Linked DNA regions of Hordeum vulgare: region 1 is linked to region 2. The links are chromatin contacts, called in public Hi-C maps. All regions are on one chromosome and are shown on one strand. The core of a region is the stretch at or near the end of the contact, and the rest is flanking DNA. Distances in the headings are between cores, read along the strand shown.

Region 1 (5,577 bases), core at 724-3,223, 910 kb before region 2:
AGAACATGTGCGATTCAACGTCTGGTGTGGATTTTTGACTGTCGGTTTTGATATCCCCCAAACTTTTTGGCAGATCAATTGCTGCCGCAGAGCAACTTTACAATGGTGGCTTCGAAAATTTATTCTGGGTACAAGGAGGATTGGAAGCTGCTGAAGAGGAGGTAGGAGTCATCGTATGATCTGCTATTTTGGAGTTATATTAATTTCATGTTTTTTTTTTCTCTTTATAGGACTTTGAGCGGGAAGGTTCCCAACCATTCAAGCTTGCTGGTATTGGTGGGGTTTCTGAATTTTTTGGGTAAGTTCCAGGACCTCAACACCTATGATAATGTCAGTGTGACAGTGTTATTTTCCTCACCAAAATGTGTGCACCAAGGCCTTGTATTAAGGTTGAGGATTTTCCTGTGAGATACAAGCTATGAGCTTGCCACCAACCTAATAAGACTTGAGCGATCAGATTACAGTACACATGTAGATAAGCATGTGTACACATTAACACATGTAGATAAGACTTGAGCGATCAGATTAAGGTTGAGGTTTTCTAATCATTTCTGAGATGATAAAAAAATGTTTCAGCATTCCACAAAAGCATTCAGCATTGTTAGTGAATGACATCCACTAGGGTACTAATCCTGAATCTTTTTTGACAACTTGGTTTCAGCTGGACGGATCAGCAACGTGCACAGGCTGCAAAGGAAGGATGGGGATATCGGCTGCTCTTCACGGGCCGATTGGTAATTCGTTTAAAAAAATATGCGTGTACTCCTTAACTTTTGTCTGCAAAGGAAAGGTCTTTAACCATTCTTCTTCTTCTTCCTCGAACTACACAGGTTGGGGCAATTGTGCTAGCAGATGCTCTGTTCGTGGGTGCTCAAAGTATTGGCCCTCTACTTCAACAGTTACAGCCTCATTAACTGATCGATTCCGAGGAAGATGCTGTGGTGTTGAGGCTAACTTAAAGGCGGCATTTCTGCGTTCATCTTGAGAGAGACCCCAAACAAGTGCACGAGGAGACAATTGCCTGCCATGTTAGCACACAGAGACTAAATGCTGTCTTGTAGAAGTATCTAGTTATGACCTCTTATCGAAAAAAAAAATCTAGTTATGAACTAGAGCCTCATTTGGACTTGATGAGTTGCACAAATTCGGGCCAAACAGGATAATCTGATGATCTTCGTGGAATTGTTCAGTTGAAAATCCTGTTGGAAGATCATGAGTCTCAAAATAGCACATGTGTGGATGTGGAGAGGATATTTCCGTCCTGGCGGTTGGTTCCTTGTTCGGGTTTGTATTGGGGAATCTGATTATATGCCCTGGGGATTTAGGTGCCGAATATTCCTTTTTCATGACCTAACTCGGGTTAGAAACCCTAACCGGGGGTTGAGGTGCCGAATATCCCTTTTCCGTAACTCAACCAGGGTTAGAAGCCCGAACCGCAGTTATATGTTCCCAATTCTGCGAGTGCGTTCGGGAAGGTAGTCATTGAACGGTGGGCCTCCGTAGCTTCTGGTCCACATGTCAGTATCAGATGAGTAGCGCTGCCTGTCGTGAGTTTAATATATCCCTTTTTCATAACCCAACCAGTTCCGATAGACGAGCGTGGGGCTCATGGTTTTGGCCTTCGTTGTTTGATCTACCAAACCGAGACGGACACCGATCCATCTGACATCTGGGCCAAACCTGGATTTGGTCCCACGCGTCACTGGGAGTGGGCGGATAGCTTGGTAGCGAAACTGCGTGCACGAATCCGATCGGCAAAAGCACGGCGCAACGGAGGGAGGAACGAGCGGTCCACGCCCCTAGCGAGGGACGCGTCTACCACACCCACCGAAACTCTTACCCACGCCTCCGCTGGTATATGGCGGACGAGTGGGCCACGTAACTGGTCTGGCCCGCAAACCGAACATGGCCCGGACCCGTCAGCGGCACAGCCTGTAGGCGGGTTGCTCCCGGGCCCGTCACCGCGAGCCACCTAATCTCTTTCCCCTCTCGCCATAAACTGCGGGGCTTAGGGTTAGAGACGCACGCAATTCGTTCGTCTGTGACCAAAGCAATTGTCCCCGCCGCCGTCGTCTCGAGAGCTTCGTTCGGTAGAGGGTAGAATCGATCTAGCGATGGAGTGCCTTGCCGAGATGCCGCACGCGCCGCTCGACCGCCGCCCGCGCAAGCGGCAGCGCCTTGGCTGGGATGTCGGCCCCGAGATCCCTCAGGTATACCCCCCCGATCCGGACGCGCTTTTGCCCCTTTTACGTTGCAGATCTAGCGATGGAGTGGCTTGTTTGCGTTGATTACTACTAGTAGTTGCTGTGATGTCGATTTCAATCGTTTCGTCAGGTAGCATAATAATATGCAGATCTCCGGAAGTAGAGCCTCGTTTCTACTTAGATTCGAGTGCGTTTGCTATACTTTTCTCCAGTCTCCGTATTAGGGCGTGGGTTGGCCGAATGGTACTTTAATTTTCTTGATATTATTAATATATCATAGGTGTATATATTCCCTAGTTTCTCAATAATTTGCACGCCCTTTGGATCCGTTCATGAGGGTTTGCATGCTATTCTGTAAAAAAAAACGTAACGGACGAGGATCAAGTATGTTGTTTGCACTTATGTCGATGTGCTGTTGTTCATTATAATCTGTTGTGCTTAAGTAATGGATTGTTCCCTGAAGATTTGCATATGACTATGTCCAACCCTGTCAGATTCCTCCAGTTTTTGACCATGCAGATTTTTTGTAGCAATTGCAATATTTTACAGTCTGTAACGTAATTTATATCCTGAATTTGGTTGTTGCAAAATGGAATTTCTTTTACAAGCTTTCTCTGTTCCTAATCTTTCATAATTGTCTTCTGGTGCAGCTAAAAAAATTGTGTGGGGAAGAAGTCGCAAATGCAATTAGTGCTATGACGATGGGGCTTTCTTCAGGTGGCATTGTTTCCTCTCAGGAGGCCCAAGAGCTTTTTCGTTTTGCGACCCCTCCTCTGAGAGAAGATGACAAGGATGGGCACTATGTTTTTGCTGTGGGAGACAACCTCACATCTCGCTGTAATTACCTTATCACAAGCTTGTTTGTTTATTTCAGAACTGAATAGCGTTTTCCATATCTTTGTTCTTATGGATTGTATTTATGCTTGCAGATAGGATTAATGCAAAAATGGGTGAAGGTCAGTTCGGACAGCAGCCTTTACATCTGTTGATATATTGGAATTCTCAAGGCGTTTCTTGCACACTGCTCTTGTTGACGTCGGCAGGATATGCTCATAATTGATTGTGTTTGCAAATACATCAGGTACCTTTGGTCAGGTGTTGGAATGTTGGGACAGGGAACGGAAAGAAATGGTGGCTATTAAGATCATCAGAGGCATTAAGAAGTACAGGGATGCTGCAATGATAGAAATTGGCATGCTCGAGCAGCTTTGTAAATATGAAAAGAGCAGATCCAGGTGAGTCCTCAGTTTCACTTATCACAATTCCTGTTGTGTATATTGTGTTGTCTCGTCTGTGTGATTTACTTTGTTAAGATTGCCTGTATATAAGCTGGTCTATTTTGCAGTTGTGTTCAAATTCGGAACTGGTTTGACTATCGTAACCATATCTGTATTGTAAGTACATCATTAGATTATGGCAGAGTTATCAACTAACTACAAAGAGATAACCCTGAGCTTAAACATTGGTGAATTTGAATGAATGGTGGGCAGGTCTGTGAGAAGCTTGGACCAAGCTTATATGATTTTCTGCGGAAAAACAGTTACCGCTCATTCCCAGTTGCCATAGTTCGGGAGGTTGCCAAACAACTGTTGGAATGTCTAGCATGTGTGTGCACACTTCTGCTACCCCTTATACCTGCAGTAGTATGCTATTTTAGATCATTATTCCATTATTTTAGGGTGTCATCTGTTGATGACTGTTGTTTATTATTTGATCATCATCGCTAGGATTATCTAACGTGCTTTTGTCAAATATTTATCTTCTCTGTAATGTGTGTTGCAGTTATGCATGATTTGCGCCTCATTCACACTGATTTAAAGCCCGAGAACATTCTTCTTGTTTCTCCGGAGTACATTAAAGTTCCTGATTACAAAGTATACTTTATTCTTTTACTAACTTGGCCTTGCAGTTATAAATTATTCAACTTATTAGTTTATTGTGTATGCTGTCTGTGCTAATTCGTTGCTACTAACTGCTAGGTTTCATCCCGTTCACCAAAGGAGGGATCCTACTACAAACGTGTGCCCAAGTCCAGTTCAATAAAGGTTATTGATTTTGGCAGCACAACATATGACCAGCAGGACCAGACCTATGTAGTTTCTACTAGGCATTATCGGGCCCCGGAAGTTATCCTGGGTATCTTTCTTGTCCAGTGCAAAGGCTCTTCCCTTCAGCCAAATTTTGCGGTTGTAAGTTAATTTATATTTGCCATGGTGGATGTTGTTTAGGACTTGGATGGAGTTACCCATGTGATATCTGGAGCGTTGGTTGTATACTAGTTGAACTCTGCACGGTACGTCATTGGGGCTTACTCTCATCTGCTATCAAAATCACAAGGACAGAGTTTTTGAGTTACCAGAGGTACTGCAGGGAGAGGCGCTGTTTCAAACCCATGAAAATTTGGAGCATCTTGCTATGATGGAGAGGGTGCTCGGGCCGTTGCCATATCACATGCTCAAAAAGGCCGAGTATGTTGCTGTTCTTGATCCATACCAGTGTCTCAAGCTTTCAGCCATGAGAGAGGATTATTCAAACTATGTATTTTGTTGTTGTTCCTTTTGTGTAGTCGACATGGTGAGAAATATGTGAGAAAGGGCCGTTTAAACTGGCCTGAAGGATGTGCTTCACGGGAAAGCATGAAAGCTGTTATGAAGCTGCCCCGGCTTCAGGTATTATCCATATCCTGTTGTTCCAGTTCAAATTGATATCATTTTTAGATTTGTTTGGCTTATGATTTGGACTTATTTTATGCAAGCAGAATCTTGTGATGCAAAACATAGAACATTCTGCTGGGGACTTCATCAATCTTCTCCAAGGGCTGCTGAGCTATGATCCAGCAAGCCGCCTAACGGCCCAAGAGGCCCTTGAGCATCCATTCTTGATGGAGCGGAGTGAGCGACGAAGATGACGTGCTTGAGATCCTAGCATCTGCTATGTTTCTTGACTTGTCTTGTATGTTTAAGCTGTGGCTTCCATTTGTCATGGAATGAAGAGATATTCTGTTCTCTCTTCCATGGAATGGGAGTGCTAATTAAATTAGTTAGGACTTTGCCAGTAGTTTTTCTACCTGCATTACCAGCTTCTGTAACATGCTCGTTATTTGTACATATGTTGACTGATGTGTATGTAATCGGGATGAGATTCTCAATGAATATATTTTGATAGCAAAACACAATAATTTTGTTGGAAATTCTTGAAGTCATGCAGCTTTTGTGTTTATTCATTCTGAATAAAATTCGGCAGTCAAAATTCTTATTGACAACAGAGAAGCTTCTCACTTAACCAGTCTGCGCATAAACTGTACTACTCCGTTCTTAAATATAAGTCTTTCTAGAGGTAGTGGACCACAGATGTATATAGACATACTTTATAG
Region 2 (5,699 bases), core at 1,425-3,924:
GGGGGGGGAACATCCTCCTGGGCTGGCTTTCCCTTGAAACAGCAAAAAGATGGGAAGCGATTCCAGGGACATGTCACTTTTGCTGACCATACTCACACTGCATATTTTCCTGCTAAAAAGAAATGAGCGTCTGCCAGTTCTTGAGCGACATGTTCCCAGCTGCTACTTCCTGCTTCATGAACCTGTGGCTGATCTTCTCTATAGTGGTAGATCAGCTTCAGTCACCTGTCTCTGATGTTAATGGAGTTCAAATCAACCGTGCCGATGTCAGGAGAAATGGAGGCTTATTAGAACAGAACAAAATGCAGAACTGCGCCACAAGACAGGTACGAAAGATTTGAGCCTGCATTTAGAATTGGAACACACATAACAAAACCAAATAACATCCAGAAGTAGCACATCTGCTGGGAACATGCTCGCAACAGACTATTATGAAATGGTAAGAATTGCTACAGCACACTGACCAAACATTCAGCAAGCCTTGTAACATAGCCATACAAGAAACTCTTTCTGGTATTCACCCAGACGAGCAGCCGCATGATTGCTGCAAGTTAAGTTGCTAACCAGCAGAAAATCAATATGAACTACGTTGAGCACGCCTTGCTATAACATAATGACTGACACCAAGCCTTGCAGCATAACTACACATGAAACTGTTTTTGCATTGAAAAAGATGAGCACACACATGACTGCTGCAGGTTAAGCTGCTAACCAGCAGAAAATCAATATGAACTACCAAAAATAGCTTCAAGTTTAAGATAAATCTGTCAAGCAAGCATCTTTTGAAGCAGGGAAAAAGCTACTAATAACCATAGACCTCCAACTCTGCCAGTCCCTGCAGCACCAAGCCCACAAGAATAATGAATCATCTTCAAGCATATCAACAAGAGGAAAACAAAATGGCCAACAGTCAAGCCCGTAACGACAGATGACAGATCAAGATGTACCTTTGTCGTGAATACTACAAAGTATGCAATTTCACTTGAAGAAAAATGTGCCATACTACAATTTCACAAGAGCCTTCCCTAAACGCATAATAACAACTACATAGCATTTCGCAAAAGAGTAAATGAGGAAAATTCTCACGGTGGATATCCTCCATCCACTTTACTGAATGATGTTATTGATGACACCTGCACCGACTGTCTTGCCGCCTTCACGGATGGCAAACCTCATTCCCTGCTCACAAGCCACAGGCTGGATGAGCTCCACAACCATCTTGATACGGTCACCCGGCATGCACATCTTGGCCTCCTCATCCTTGTCATTCATAATGTTTGTCACGTTCCCCGTGACATCAGTAGTCCGCATGTAGAACTGCGGACGGTAACCAGGGAAAAATGGGGAGTGCCGGCCACCCTCCTCCTTCTTGAGCACATACACAACTGCCTCAAACTTGGTGTGTGGCGTGATGGAACCCGGCTTTGCCAACACCATGCCTCTCTCAATGTCTTCCTTCTGCATACCACGGAGCAGCAGGCCAACATTGTCCCCAGCAATGGCATCATCCATGGTCTTCTGGAACATCTCAACACCAGTGACCGTGGCATTGCGGGTCTCCCTGATGCCGACGAGGTCGACTGGGTCCCCAACCTTGACGGTGCCACGCTCGATACGGCCAGTGGCAACTGTACCACGACCGGTGATGGAGAAGACATCCTCAACAGCGAGCAAGAAGGGCAGGTCTGTCTGCCTCTGCGGTACAGGGATATGGGTGTCCACGGAGTCAATCAAGGAGAAGATGCCATCCACCCACTCATTATCCCCACGCTTGAGGCCAGGGGTGGCCATGAGGGCCTCGAGCGCTCTGAGTGCAGAGCCGGAGACGATTGGCACATTGTCACCATCGTACTCATAGGCCGTGAGCAGCTCACGGACCTCGAGATCGACGAGCTCAAGCAGCTCCTCGTCGTCGACCTGGTCCTTCTTGTTGAGGAAAACAACAATGCTGGGGACACCGACCTGCTTAGCGAGAAGGATGTGCTCCTTGGTCTGCGGCATGGGGCCGTCGGCGCCGGAGACGACGAGGATGGCGCCGTCCATCTGGGCAGCCCCGGTAATCATGTTCTTGACGTAGTCGGCGTGGCCGGGGCAGTCGACGTGCGCGTAGTGGCGCGTCTCCGTCTCGTACTCGACGGTGGCGGTATTGATGGTGATACCACGGGCGCGCTCCTCGGGGGCGGCGTCGATCTCGTCGTACTTCTTGGGCGCGCTGCCCCCGACGGAGGCGAGCACCATGGTGAGCGCGGCCGTGAGGGTGGTCTTGCCGTGGTCGACGTGGCCGATGGTGCCGATGTTGACGTGTGGCTTGTTCCGCTCGAACTTTCCCCTGGCGGCGCGCACCACGAGCAGCCCCGGGCGCCTGCCGGAGCTCCCCGCCGCCGCAGTGGCGCGGCGTGACCGCGCGGGCGCGGAGAAGCCGAGGGAGGTGGAGAGCGGGAGGCGGGGCTTGGAGGAGGAGGTGGAGGGCGGGAAGAGGAGCGCCGTGGAGGCGGAGGCGGCGGCGAGGGAGGCCATGGGGGACGGCTTCTCTGGCGGGAGGGGGGAGCTAGCCGGTGGTGCTGCCGCGGGTGCGCGGGGTGGGGGAAGAGGAGAGGATGGGATGGATAGGGAGAGGGGGCGAGAGGGCGAAGGAAGAGGGGTTCGCTTATCTAGAGAAGAAGGGTGAGGATTGGATTTGGGGGATAAGGGGAGGGCCACGGATTAGGCGAGGGCGAGGGCCGAATCGTGAGGCGCTGGATGCATCGCGCCGTGTCTCGCCGCCGTGTCGGGGAACTCGGAACGCGAAATGGATGGAAATCTGGTCCTTTTGGGCCAGAATAATGGAATAGGGGTGCGGCCCAGGTTCCGCCTCGTCGCGCCGAATGCCAGCCTTGCCTTTCTGCCCTTCCGCCTCCACCTTCTCTTCGTTTTACGGGAAAACACAAAGGGTGCATATTTTCTGGAGGAGTCAGGAGTGACCCTGATTGTTTGCACTTTTTTCTGTAAGAAAGTGGTTGTTTACAATTAGGCACGTTTTAATTTTATTACGAATTCCAGTAAAGACACAGGAGCTTACGCACCATGGTATTTCATGGGTATCAAAAACTCAATGTATATATTTATCAAAAAGGCTTTCGTGCCATTTTATTTACTACCCTAAAAACGGCTGAAAGGACAGATCCAATCAATAATTAGATAATCAATGATCTAAATTCATCGTTAACGAAATCCTTCATTGACACCGTGAAGCCCCGCGAGCGGCCCACACCTCGTTTTTTTTCTTCGCGACCTAAACCGCTCAACCCCGCCTTCCCTCCCCGCACCCTCCGGCTCGCCCACCCGCTCAACCCCGCCTTCCCTCCCCGCACCCTCCGGCTCACCCACCCGCTCAACCCCGCTTGCCGCCTCCCCCTGCTCGCCCCGCCCGCCGCCTCCCTCCGCCCGCTCAGCCCCTCCTCCACCCGCCACCCGTCCACCCACTCGCTCGTCCCCTCCTGTCGCTCAGCCCCACCCCTCCCGCCGCTCTCTAGCAACAGCAGTGGGGCAGCAGCACGCCCCCGGCGCCCTAGGATGGGACTGCCGGCGCCGATGCCCCGGGATGGGACTGCCGCACCTCGGTCTTCGAGTTCCTCTACATCGTCGCACCACCCTGCCGCCTCTGGAGGTCCGTCATCCATACTAATATGGAGATTCACTACTTTGTTGCTTTAAATTATGTCAAATTAGGCCTGAACAATTGCTTCTGACTAGGCTCCAACCATACCATACCTATAGTGAGCCCCAGTTTGTTGCCTTTGAAGGTTTGTCACCCATAGTAATCTGAGGGGCTGAAATTCATCTAAATCGTTGACCATCTCACCAACACATGCGGCAACTTTTTTTGACTCATGAACTTTGAGGAACTATGGAACTATGTAGTTGTTCATACTATATTGATAACAAATACAAGTGTACAACATCTCATGTGCTACTGATTTCTATAATATCCAGGTTTAGCTAGGTTGTTGACAAATAGAAGATACATATACTAATAAAATTATTTGATGGTGATGGTTCTCTTTCCCTAACCTTTAGTATGTTGGAACTGTATGTGCCACTAGCATACTAAAGAACTCTCATGAATTTGAGTTTTGTAAAATACAAATGTGCATACACTACAGACTTTGGGCTGCTCCTCTATTGTTTTCTTGATGGTACTGTGATTGTTTAAAACGTTAGGGAAGTCTTATATTTAGCCAAAATATGTTTTGAGGGGTTAGTTTTGCTCCAGCTTCATTTATAATGTTAGGAATACTAATGAAAAGGTGGTTTGCACAAGTTGTTTTGTTGTTAAGAAAGAAATTGGTATTGGCTTGAGGCCTTTATGAATGTCTTTATTGTACTAAAGCAACTTGTATAAGGAAGTTATCTGCACTTTCGGAGCACATTGTCTAGACAATGCGTCTTAAGTCTGGCCAAATTGTATTTTGATACAGTTAAATTATATAGGGGCTTTTAGTTCTAAATTGATTTTACCATGTTGTAAAATTCTCATACTACACAGTTCTTAACACTGCATGTGTTTTCTTACTACAGGTTCCACTTGTTATCATGATGTAGCAATTATTAATGTTAATACTTAATTTGTGACGATCTATGGATCAGATTTTGACCCACACGAGTACTTGTAGAACAAGAATTGTACAATGATAATAGATGTCATTTGCATACGCAAAGAGTGATTAAATCTTTTGGTTGACTCCATAAGAATCAAGTAACTCTCCATAACTAAAATAAGGATAGTTTGCTTTTTTAAATCAATGGTTGGAGCTATGGTGCATGAGTAGCAGCTCAGCGAGCCTCAAGCATGGTGGCCCCCACATCATGAAGAATGCCATCTTGTTGGGGAACGTTGCATGGGAAACAAAAAATTTCCTACGCACACGAAGACCTATCATGGTGATGTTCATCTACGAGAGGAGATTAGATCCACATACCCTTATAGATCGCTCAGCGGGAAGCATTAAGAAACGCGGTTGATGTAGTGGTACAACTTCGTGATTCAAATCACCATCGTCCCATGATCCGTCCCACGACCCGTTCCGATCTAGCACCGAACGGACGACACCTCCGCGTTCAGCACACGTACAACTCGATGACGATCTCGGCCTTCTTGATCCAGCAAGAGAGATGGAGAAGTAGATGAGTTCTCCGGCAGCGTGATAGCGCGCCGGTGTTGGTGATGATCTATTCCTGCAGGGCTCCGCCCGAGCTCCGTAGAAATCTAATTTAGAGGAAGAACTACGAGGTGTAGGTTTGAGTTGCACGTGGCAAAGTTGTGTCTCAAACAACCCTAAACCTCTAGTATATATAGGAGGAGGGGAGAGGCAGCCTTGGGCAGCCTTGGCACACCAAGGAAACCCTCCTTGGGTCGGCCGAAGTGGGAGGGAGGAGTCCTTCTCCAATCTCACTTGGATTAGGACTCCTTCCTTATTTTCCCACCTCTTTTGGTTTTTCCGCTTTTTCCTCATGGGATTTCCTTGGATGACTTTGTCAGCCCATTATACCTTATTGTACATCCAATAAACCCACGTGGACCCATTGGAGCATGGTGGGCCCACCCAGTGGGCCCCCGGAACCCATTCGTCACTCCCGGTACACTGCGGGCAATGCCCGAAAACTTTCCGGAATCCAAACACCAACTTCCTATATATCAATCTTCGTTTCTAGACCATTCC

What was found. A called contact is a pair of places that touch in the nucleus more often than the background predicts.
Region 1: a Hi-C map of seedling shows a contact between it and region 2, with 6 times the contacts expected there. The contact joins the promoter of LOC123401228 here to the promoter of LOC123401530 in region 2. A contact is called at or near these places in 3 of 6 Hi-C or Micro-C datasets (leaf and seedling).

Annotation. Positions count from the first base shown.
Region 1 is chr6H:332,337,948-332,343,524 of MorexV3_pseudomolecules_assembly, reverse strand. It overlaps LOC123401228 (serine/threonine-protein kinase AFC2), which reads left to right and starts at 1,973. Exons shown (of 12, transcript XM_045094967.1): 1 at 1,973-2,210; 2 at 2,855-3,041; 3 at 3,134-3,160; 4 at 3,286-3,439; 5 at 3,550-3,598; 6 at 3,695-3,809; 7 at 3,987-4,078; 8 at 4,184-4,340; 9 at 4,433-4,497; 10 at 4,575-4,672; 11 at 4,771-4,873; 12 at 4,963-5,394. The coding sequence starts at 2,115. The coding sequence ends at 5,112. It overlaps LOC123401229 (rhodanese-like domain-containing protein 11, chloroplastic), which reads left to right. Exons shown (of 10, transcript XM_045094969.1): 7 at 74-161; 8 at 231-298; 9 at 662-734; 10 at 831-1,208. The coding sequence ends at 914.
Region 2 is chr6H:331,431,254-331,436,952 of MorexV3_pseudomolecules_assembly, reverse strand. It overlaps LOC123401530 (elongation factor Tu, chloroplastic), which reads right to left and starts at 2,674. Exons shown (of 1, transcript XM_045095358.1): 1 at 930-2,674. The coding sequence starts at 2,517. The coding sequence ends at 1,108.